2 separate regions of the Arachis hypogaea genome follow, and region 1 is linked to region 2. Evidence: chromatin contacts called from public Hi-C data. All regions are on one chromosome and are shown on one strand. Each heading gives the region's core, a stretch centred on a gene start, on an enhancer-like site or on the middle of the called end of the contact. The rest is flanking DNA. Distances are from core to core; before and after follow the strand shown. Region 1 holds the start of LOC112732445 (ethylene-responsive transcription factor ERF061-like). Region 2 has its middle 39 kb from the start of LOC112735173.

Region 1 (4,581 bases), core at 1,885-4,384, 75 kb after region 2:
TCGCTCCTGACTTCCTTATAGCTCCCATGTGGTAGAGGCCTCCACTTGATCTCCTGCATATTCTGCCACAAAGTTGGTGAGACATTGGGCTTTAATTGCCGTCCGAGTTTCGTACTTTAAGTCGAACTCGGATAGCTCTATTGCCCATTGAACCATTCTATCCGCAACATCCGTCTTCTGGAGGATTTGCTTCATGGGTTGGTTCGTTCGAACCCTTATTGTATGAGCTTGAAAATAAGGCCGTAGTCTCCGAGATGCTACTATTAAGGCGTACGCAAACTTCTCAAGTTTTTGATACCTTAATTCGAGGCCTTGTAGGACTTTGCTGGTGAAGTATATAGGATGCTGCCCGACCTCGTCTTTCCGTATTAGAGCTGATGCTACAGCATTGTCTGCTACGGACAAATACAGGACGAGTTCTTCCCCAACTTTAGGTCGGGTCAGAATAGGAGGTTGGCTTAAAAACCTTTTGAACTCCTGGAATGCTTCTTCGCATTCAAGAGTCCATTCGAACTGGCATCCTTTTTTTAGTAGGGAGAAGAGTGGTAAGGATCTTAGTGCTGATCATGCCAAGAACCTGGAGAGAGCTGCAAGTCGCCCATTCAACTGCTGGACCTCCCTTAGGCAAGTCGGACTTTTCATTTCTAGTAATGCTTTGCACTTGTCGGGGTTGGCTTCAATTCCCCATTGTGTTAGCATAAATCCCAGAAATTTTTCAGCCTCCACCGCGAAGGTGAATTTTGCGGGATTCAACCTCATCCCATGCATCCTTATGGTGTCGAAGACTTGCGAGAGGTCTGTTAGGAGGTCGGCCTCATCCTTGGTTTTTACTAACATATCGTCTACGTAGACTTCCATCAATCCCCAAGGTGAGGCGTGAACACCTTGTTCATCAGCCTTTGATATGTGGCTCCAGCATTTTTCAGTCCAAAGGGCATGACCACATAGCAATAGTTTGCCTTAGGCGTGATGAATGATGTTTTTTTCTTGATCCGGCTTGTACATCGGGATTTTTAGAATCGGACGCTGTGTGGCCATCTTCATGCGACTCGTCCGCCATTACTGGTTGATCTCTTGGGTCCCCGGCAACGGCGCCAATGTTACGATGGGTAACCGGAAATTAGTGGACTGGACTCGTTGGGTTGGCCCAATCGTCTGAAGGGGGGAGCCTCTGACTAAGTTTGCGTCTGGGAGCCTCCGTCTGACTTGTATGTGTGAAAGAATGGGGGGTGGTACCTGCAAAGATACTCCGATGCTTAAGTCAGCAAGGGTCTAAGCAAGTCTAGAGAGAATTTAAACTTAGAGATACATAAGGGATGTTATAGTGGTGAACCAATAACCTCCGTTGGAGTAGTTCTACCTTTTAAGGTGGATAACCGTCCCTTTATTTTAGGGAAGTTGAGATATGACTCCTGGAAGTGGGTTGAGAGATTTTAGGGGCAGTTACTTATTTGAATAAGTGTTATCTGTCAGCTAATCTTCGCTCCCGACTTCTTTAGAGCAAGTCATCATTGGGTCCGATTTCTTGAGAAAAGGTCGGTGTCGAGTGGAGGCCAATCTTTAGATTGAACATTTTATTTAGATCTGGGCCTTAGTGTTGGGTCAGGATATGAACAGTACTTATATTTGATAGTTTAATATATATGAAAAATGATATTGTGAAGAATAGTAATTATTCACTTATACCTAAAATAAAACAATATATATTATATAAAGAAGAAGGCTAGGAAAATCAATATTTTAGTGAAACAACAAAAAATAGAGTAATTAATTTGAATATAAAACAAAAATATTAGTTATCTAACATTTGTCATATAATAATTAACAAAAATGTTATTCGTACACTAAAATCAACTACTAATGTATTTATATATAAATAAATATATTATTTAATTTATTTTTAATATGTATTTATATTTTAAAATATATTTTTAATAGTTGATTTTTTTTCTAAAGTTAAAAATAAAACTCGAATTCACGATTTTTAGGTGAGTATATAACTTATTGGCTTTTAATAATTGATTTTAGTGTATAGGTAAGATAGTCGAATAATTAATAGTAGTATAATAAAATGAATAAATAGATATATTAGAATGAAAAAATATAGGTAGACAATAAAAATATTAAACAATGGATATATTAGATATTCAATTTATTAAGTGTGTGAATAAATATCTTAATATTAAGATTTAGATGATAATTTAGAATGTAGTGTATTTTTATTTTAGAAAAAGTCTAGGGGACCAGCAATTTTGTTAAATTCTGGCGAGCATGTAACCAGCAAAGAAAAGTAAGCCATTAGATAAAATTTCACACCAATCTCACATCATTAAAACCATCATTAATGACTACAAATCACAAAAATTACTAGCCCCTAAGAGCACCTCCAATGGTGAGTTTCTCTTTGACTTTTTTCTAACATATAGGAACTCTAACCATTGGAGGAGAAAAGGAGTGAGTTCCTGCACAAGGATCAAGGTAAGGGAGTTCCTGTAAGCAGGGACTCAAATTAACCAATAATAACTTGCCATTTGACAAATTATTATAAAAAAATAATAATATAAAATCTAAAATAATTAAATAATAATTAAATTAGTAATAATTATAATAAAAATTATATTAAATAATTATATTTTTATTTAATTAATAATTTATATTAATTATTTAAATAATAATTAATTAAATAATTAATTAAATTAAATAATTAAGTTTTTATTTAATTAATAATTTATATTAATTATTTATATTATAATTAATATTAAATATTATTTATATTATTATATTAAATTATAATTAATTAAATTTACTTACATTAAAAAATAAATTTAATTTTTATATCTTATAAAATAATTTTTAGTTGAGTTGGTTATTTTTATTTTTAAAATTTAAAATGCTAATGATATTATTAAAATTAGCAGTTGTAAACACAAAACTATAAATCAGTATAATCTCGAATTATATATTGTGTATTATTATTATATATGAATTTATTTAATATTAATATCTTTTAATAATGAATTATTTTTAAATTTATAAATTTAAATAATATTATTAAAAAAAATTAATTATATTAATTTTAAGTATTTTAATTAATTAATTAAGTGGGACCACAATAGGGACTAAAGTTAGTTCCTCCTAATGGAGAAGAGAGATGCTTTGAGTTCCTATTTATTGTTTATAACGCAAAAGCTGATGTGGAGTTACTTTTTATGACAGGTGGGCCATAAACAGAAACTGAGATGAGTTCCCTACTGAAGATGGTCTAACATTCCTCTTTATTTTATTGGACTAATTTTAAAACCCATTATTAAAAAAAAAACAAAAAACATTGGCTACCTGACAGAGAGCGAGGGCATTTAAGTAATTTGAGAGTGTAGTTATGAAGAAGAAGTTCTTGTTAGCGTAAAATGTGGCTTCTTTGGCGTCTTTGTATTGCATGCAACCGTATATTCTACACCTATAAATGTCTAATATAACACGCTGAAGTTTGAGTTTGAACCCAAACTAAAGGAATTCAATTCACTCAACCCTATCCTTCCTCCTGAATCCAAAACCATGGAAATAACGACGGATGGAAGAAACACATCATCAAGGGAGGTAGTTGATGATATTGGGTGGTGTTTATCAGATCTGATATTATCATCATCGGGTTCAAACACGTTGGACTCAATCTTCTCTCACTGCCCTCCCGCTAATCCCACAGTGGCCTTCCAGCAACCGTTCGGGTGCTCCTCCGTCTACACCCGCCAAAGAAACATCCTGCAGAAGTTGTACGATCAAAGCCGAGTGACCACGAAGCGTTCTTGTTTTGTTGTTCCCCCTCCCTCGCCATGGAAGAAGAAGCTGTACAGAGGAGTGAGGCAGAGGAGCTGGGGAAAATGGGTGGCTGAGATTCGACTCCCTCAGAACAGAATGAGGGTCTGGCTTGGCACTTACGATACTCCGGAAGCCGCTGCTTATGCTTATGACCGCGCTGCTTATAAGCTTCGTGGCGAGTACGCGCGCTTGAATTTCCCTGCTTTGAAGGAACCCTCCAGTGATGTCCTCTTGTCTTCCCAAGATTCCATCAAGTTTAACTCTCTCAACTGCTACGTGGATGCTAAGATTCGTGCCATATGCCAAAGGCTCAAGCGAGAGAGGAGCATGCGCAAGAATAATAACAACACTACCACTAGTCCTCTCGAGAATCCACGGATGTTCTTGTCTAGTTCAAGCGCCGAGTTTGTTGAAGCAGCTGCTGGCGGTTTCATTTCAGTAGAGGACGGTATTGTTTTAGCAGAGTGTCCCCCAACAATGACAACAGCAGCAGATACTGAATCATCCCATGATTTCCAAAACTGTTCCTTAGCAAGACTGCCCTCCTTCGATCCTGACTTGATTTGGGAAGTTCTGCCTAACTAAATATACGTTTCCATTAAGTTATTATCTTTTATAATATGAGATATAACAATAATAAGGTACACGAATGCATCAAACATTTCCTCAAAGAACATCATTATCAGGTCACTTAGTCTTGATTTAGAACTGATATATCTTGGATGTGTGTTGTACGTTCTCTTTCTTTTCTGGGTAGTGGGTATT
Region 2 (4,273 bases), core at 93-2,592:
ATATGAAAGTTAGGTTATCGATCGGTATAAGGAAGAAAAGACAGAAAGCAAAATCAAATAAAAATGTAGATCAAACGTTTTTTCTCCGTGATGTTATACTATAGGACTATAGGTACTTTTATGGTTTAATTAACTTCCTAATGAAAAGGATTTCCATTGTTTTAACTTTTAACGAAACGAATTATATATTGAACGTGTTTATTGATTAGACAGTGCAATCAAGTTATTATTACTATTCACTGTCTAATTGAGTCGCTTCTTTCGCTTTAAAAGTTACGACTTGAGAGTTGAGACTAGGTCTTGCTATAGTGTGAATAGGAAAAAAAAAGTTTGGAAAGTATATGAGGAATGGAGCCTTGCACGAATCACGATATCCTCTTATGTTCAACTACTAAAGAGACGCACCCCAAATTATATAAATAACAATATACCGTAGAATTTTGGTGCTTTCTTTCTGGTAGTGGAGGATGCATATTTTTAAGTAAAAGAAAGATAAAGAAACGATGGGAGATGGGATAGGATTACGATCTTCTTGGATGGTATAAATTGGAAATATTATCTGATTAGAGTGGGTGAGTAGTGTGGGGCTAACTGCATCTGCAAATGCTGAATGCTGACATAAAAAATCCTAACTTCCCGAGGTCCCCACTAACGGTAATCAAATTTTGGTTTCACCCTTTTCCGCAACACCTTCATTCTTCATTTATTTCATTTATATACATCTAGATTCTAGAGTATGCCCTTACAGTAATTGTTGACTCCTTTCAGCCACCTAGACATCATTTTATTTAAATATATAAAGAATTAGTTACCATCATCACAATATAAGATAAATAAAATTAGTCACTTATATATGTTTATACACTTTAAATTTGGTTCCAGTCCTATTCAAACTCTACAAAATTTGGCGGGAAATGATAGTGGATTACTGGATTTGGTAGACTTCCCGAGTTGGCTCTGTTAAAGATTGGAGCGAGATCAGCAATCGACTCGTTTTTATTTAATTAAACTAAAAAAGAATTGGGAAGAAATTTAATGTCCATCCTGAAAGTAAGTTTTTTAACGCGATAAAGAGCGAAAGCAAGGTGCTTGCTTGTTCAAGGTTACTATAGTAGTTAATACTTAATAGCAAGTAGCAAGAGAGGAAGAATAGAAGGAGCAGTAAGAATGTCAATCCGCAATTAACGTTTGAAGGCGGCGTGGGCCCCATGTAGAGGAAGGTGTGATCGCGATCAACGGTGATTTCATGGGCGCAATTTGAGGGAACATGATATGTGTGGTCCCTATCATGAACAGCCAAGCCAAGTGCATGTGAGTGCTCGTGCGCTCCTGGGCCCCACCACGTGACGCACAATAACTGTCTCGCCATGCACGTGCTCCCTCCTTCCTCCACGCGACACGTCCCTTCCATTCTACTTCTACACTTCTACCTAAGCTACTAGCCTACTACCCCCTCTAACTATTCGCTCATTTCGTTCTCCTGCCCAAAAACTAGGGAGAAAATCGTACACTCCATGCAACCCGCGGTTTTCTTTGTCAAATCTATGTAAATATTAAATAAGTTTGTTACGTTACATTACATTACATTACATTACATGGGCAAAATGATATTGTTACCAACTTCTCCATAACGCAGTAAAGGAGGACCTTGTGTTGCTATCAAGTTGTGGATGGAAGTGTTATCCAAACAGATACTGTGTCTGTGTCCCCTGTCTTGTATGCTTTGTTAAGGATCGGGTGGAAAGAAAACGTTAGGTATGAAATTAAACAAAAGTGATACAAATATATTATATTTATTATTTATCAGTCTATCATCTAATGATAATATTGTATTTACAAAACTTTTAATATAAAGAAATAGAAAAATCAAACACTCTTGCTAAATGTGAAAATATATGACATGATTTTTATGTTAAAAGAAATCAATGGATAATATCTATAAAAATCAAATTAGACCTCCCTTATGGGACAATTAAATTAATTGTTTTTACGTCACTACACATAAATTGAATGGGTAGATGACCAATATGAATTAGCACTCTTATGTTTTGTTTTTTTCTTTTAGGTACGTTTTAATAAAAAAAAAAAAGTAATATTAAGCAACTAACTATTTTCATTCAATATTAGTTAATTTTTTTAAAAAAATATTTTATTTATTTTTAGGATAAAGTATTAAATGTTTGGGCGTAATCCTATTTTGATTCTTAAAGTTTAAAGGTCCTATTTGAATTCAAAAAAGTTTCATTTAATTTCAATGTAGTATCACAAGAACAAAGTCGATAATCTGAAAAATAAGTACAAGCTCTAAAGGCACAAAATCAACCGTGTATACATCAATACATTATTTATTTATTTTTTTTACAATTTAAATGAAATATTTTTTATAAAACTAAGAAAAATGATAAATAAATGTATTGATGCATCCACGGTTGATTTGTACCTCTAGAGCTTGTACTTATTCTCTAAATTATTGACTTTGTTCTTGTATTACTGTCATGTAGGACATTTCGTTAATTATTTAATTTTGACCTCACGGTGGGACTACATCGAAGCTAAATAAAACTTTTTTTGGATTCAGATAGGACACTTTAAATCTTAAAAACTAAAATAGAATTACGCCCAAATGTAAATGACCAATTTAATATTTTATCTTTATTTTTAAATGTAAATGGTAAATTATAAACTTTTAATCATTAATATTAAATTATAAACTTAAACACTAAAGTTGGCTATTTTCTTATATTTAAAAAACATGGCACTCTTCTTTTGTATAGGTTAGACTTAGAGAAAATAAATTATAGAAACCACACTCAACCATTTGTTTTTTTAAATACAGCTGAAGTCTAGAAGAAAAAGGCGGATTTAGCCCTCTTAAAAAGATGCACCGGATTGGCAGATTTAGTTTCCAACTAAGACTGGGATCTGGTTTTTTTTTTTTTTTTTTGGACGTGCTGGGATCTGGTTTAAGAACTTTATAATGTGGAATTGTGGATGGATGAGTGAGTGTGTGAATAATGTAATGAACAAAAAATTATTGAATAAATAATTTATAATCAGCGAACAAACAAAAATGCAACGAAAGCTTATTTGTTTCTTACAAATATTGGGCCGTAATGCTGCAATTGACTTTAAATACATAGTTACCCAAATCGACTTAGCTTATCTAATTTTGGTTTCGATAACATATGGATGCTGGCGATATATAAGCCCAAACCATGCCACAAATGTATAGTTACCAAACGCACTGGGCTCACTAATAGAATTCAGAGACTCAACCGCCAACATTGAAAAAGGTCAAACAATTCAAAATATTAGCCCAAATAAGTTCACTAACTTGTTTTAAAAGATTCAAACACCACGACCCAAAAACAAAGAACTAAAGATTCAAACGTAAAGTCCAAAATAAAGAGAAGTCCAAAACAAGGGAATGTGGGGAAAGTATCTTCTGGTGCTTGAAGCACCAAGAAAAAAGATTTTTGATGGAGAGTCCAGATTACTTCAAATAAGAAATTGTTAGTATTATTAGATTTGACCCATGATTTAATGTATTTGCGAACCGGTACGGCAGATGATTTGGTCGGACAGGCGGTTTTATGCCTTTTTTTGGGATAGGATATATTAATGGGTGATTAATTAGTTTTTTTGGATCTGGCCACATGGCCCGCACCCACACAACCCACCGAAAATATACTGCAATACAAACCCAAACCCCCCTAAAAACAGCCCGAATGACCATGGACAACCCACTAAAAAATCAAAATGTATATTTTTAAGACCAAACATTACTCATGACCAAAAAAAAAAAAAGACCAAACATTACTCCATATGTGTATGATGTTACTCAAATCCTTCTGCCCAACTTCATCTTCTACAATGACATATGAAATATTTTTGAAAAAGTTTGAAAGAGAAGGAAAAATTTTTATAATAAATTCCAAGTGATTTCAAGAGTTAAATTAATTTGGAACTTGGTCTATGTAATAATAATAATAATAATAATAATAATAATAATAATAATAATAATAATAATAATAATAATAATAATAATAATAATATTATTATTATTATTATTATTATTATTATTATTATTATTATTATTATTATTAAAAAAATCTTATTTTATAATACTAATATTATTTTTTAATAAAAAATAAGTAATTTTCTATGTCCAAGTTGCTACGTAAATTAGTATGTTCCAACAATATTAGTACTTAGTAATACTAATAACAACTAGGGATGGCAAAATTCTTCGAGACGCGGGAATCCCTGCAGG

Evidence for each region. A called contact is a pair of places that touch in the nucleus more often than the background predicts.
Region 1: a Hi-C map of an unstated tissue shows a contact between it and region 2, with 4 times the contacts expected there. The contact joins the promoter of LOC112732445 here to the enhancer-like site in region 2. A contact is called at or near these places in 3 of 8 Hi-C or Micro-C datasets (leaf and an unstated tissue).

Annotation. Positions count from the first base shown.
Region 1 is chr13:101,616,119-101,620,699 of arahy.Tifrunner.gnm2.J5K5, forward strand. It overlaps LOC112732445 (ethylene-responsive transcription factor ERF061-like), which reads left to right and starts at 3,135. Exons shown (of 1, transcript XM_025781165.3): 1 at 3,135-4,581. The coding sequence starts at 3,556. The coding sequence ends at 4,401.
Region 2 is chr13:101,542,954-101,547,226 of arahy.Tifrunner.gnm2.J5K5, forward strand. No RefSeq gene overlaps it. Among protein-coding and RNA genes, the nearest start is that of LOC112735173, 39 kb to the left of the region's middle. Within about 2 kb of position 1,343, at least 3 of the 3 cell types and tissues checked have open chromatin away from gene starts, as enhancers often do.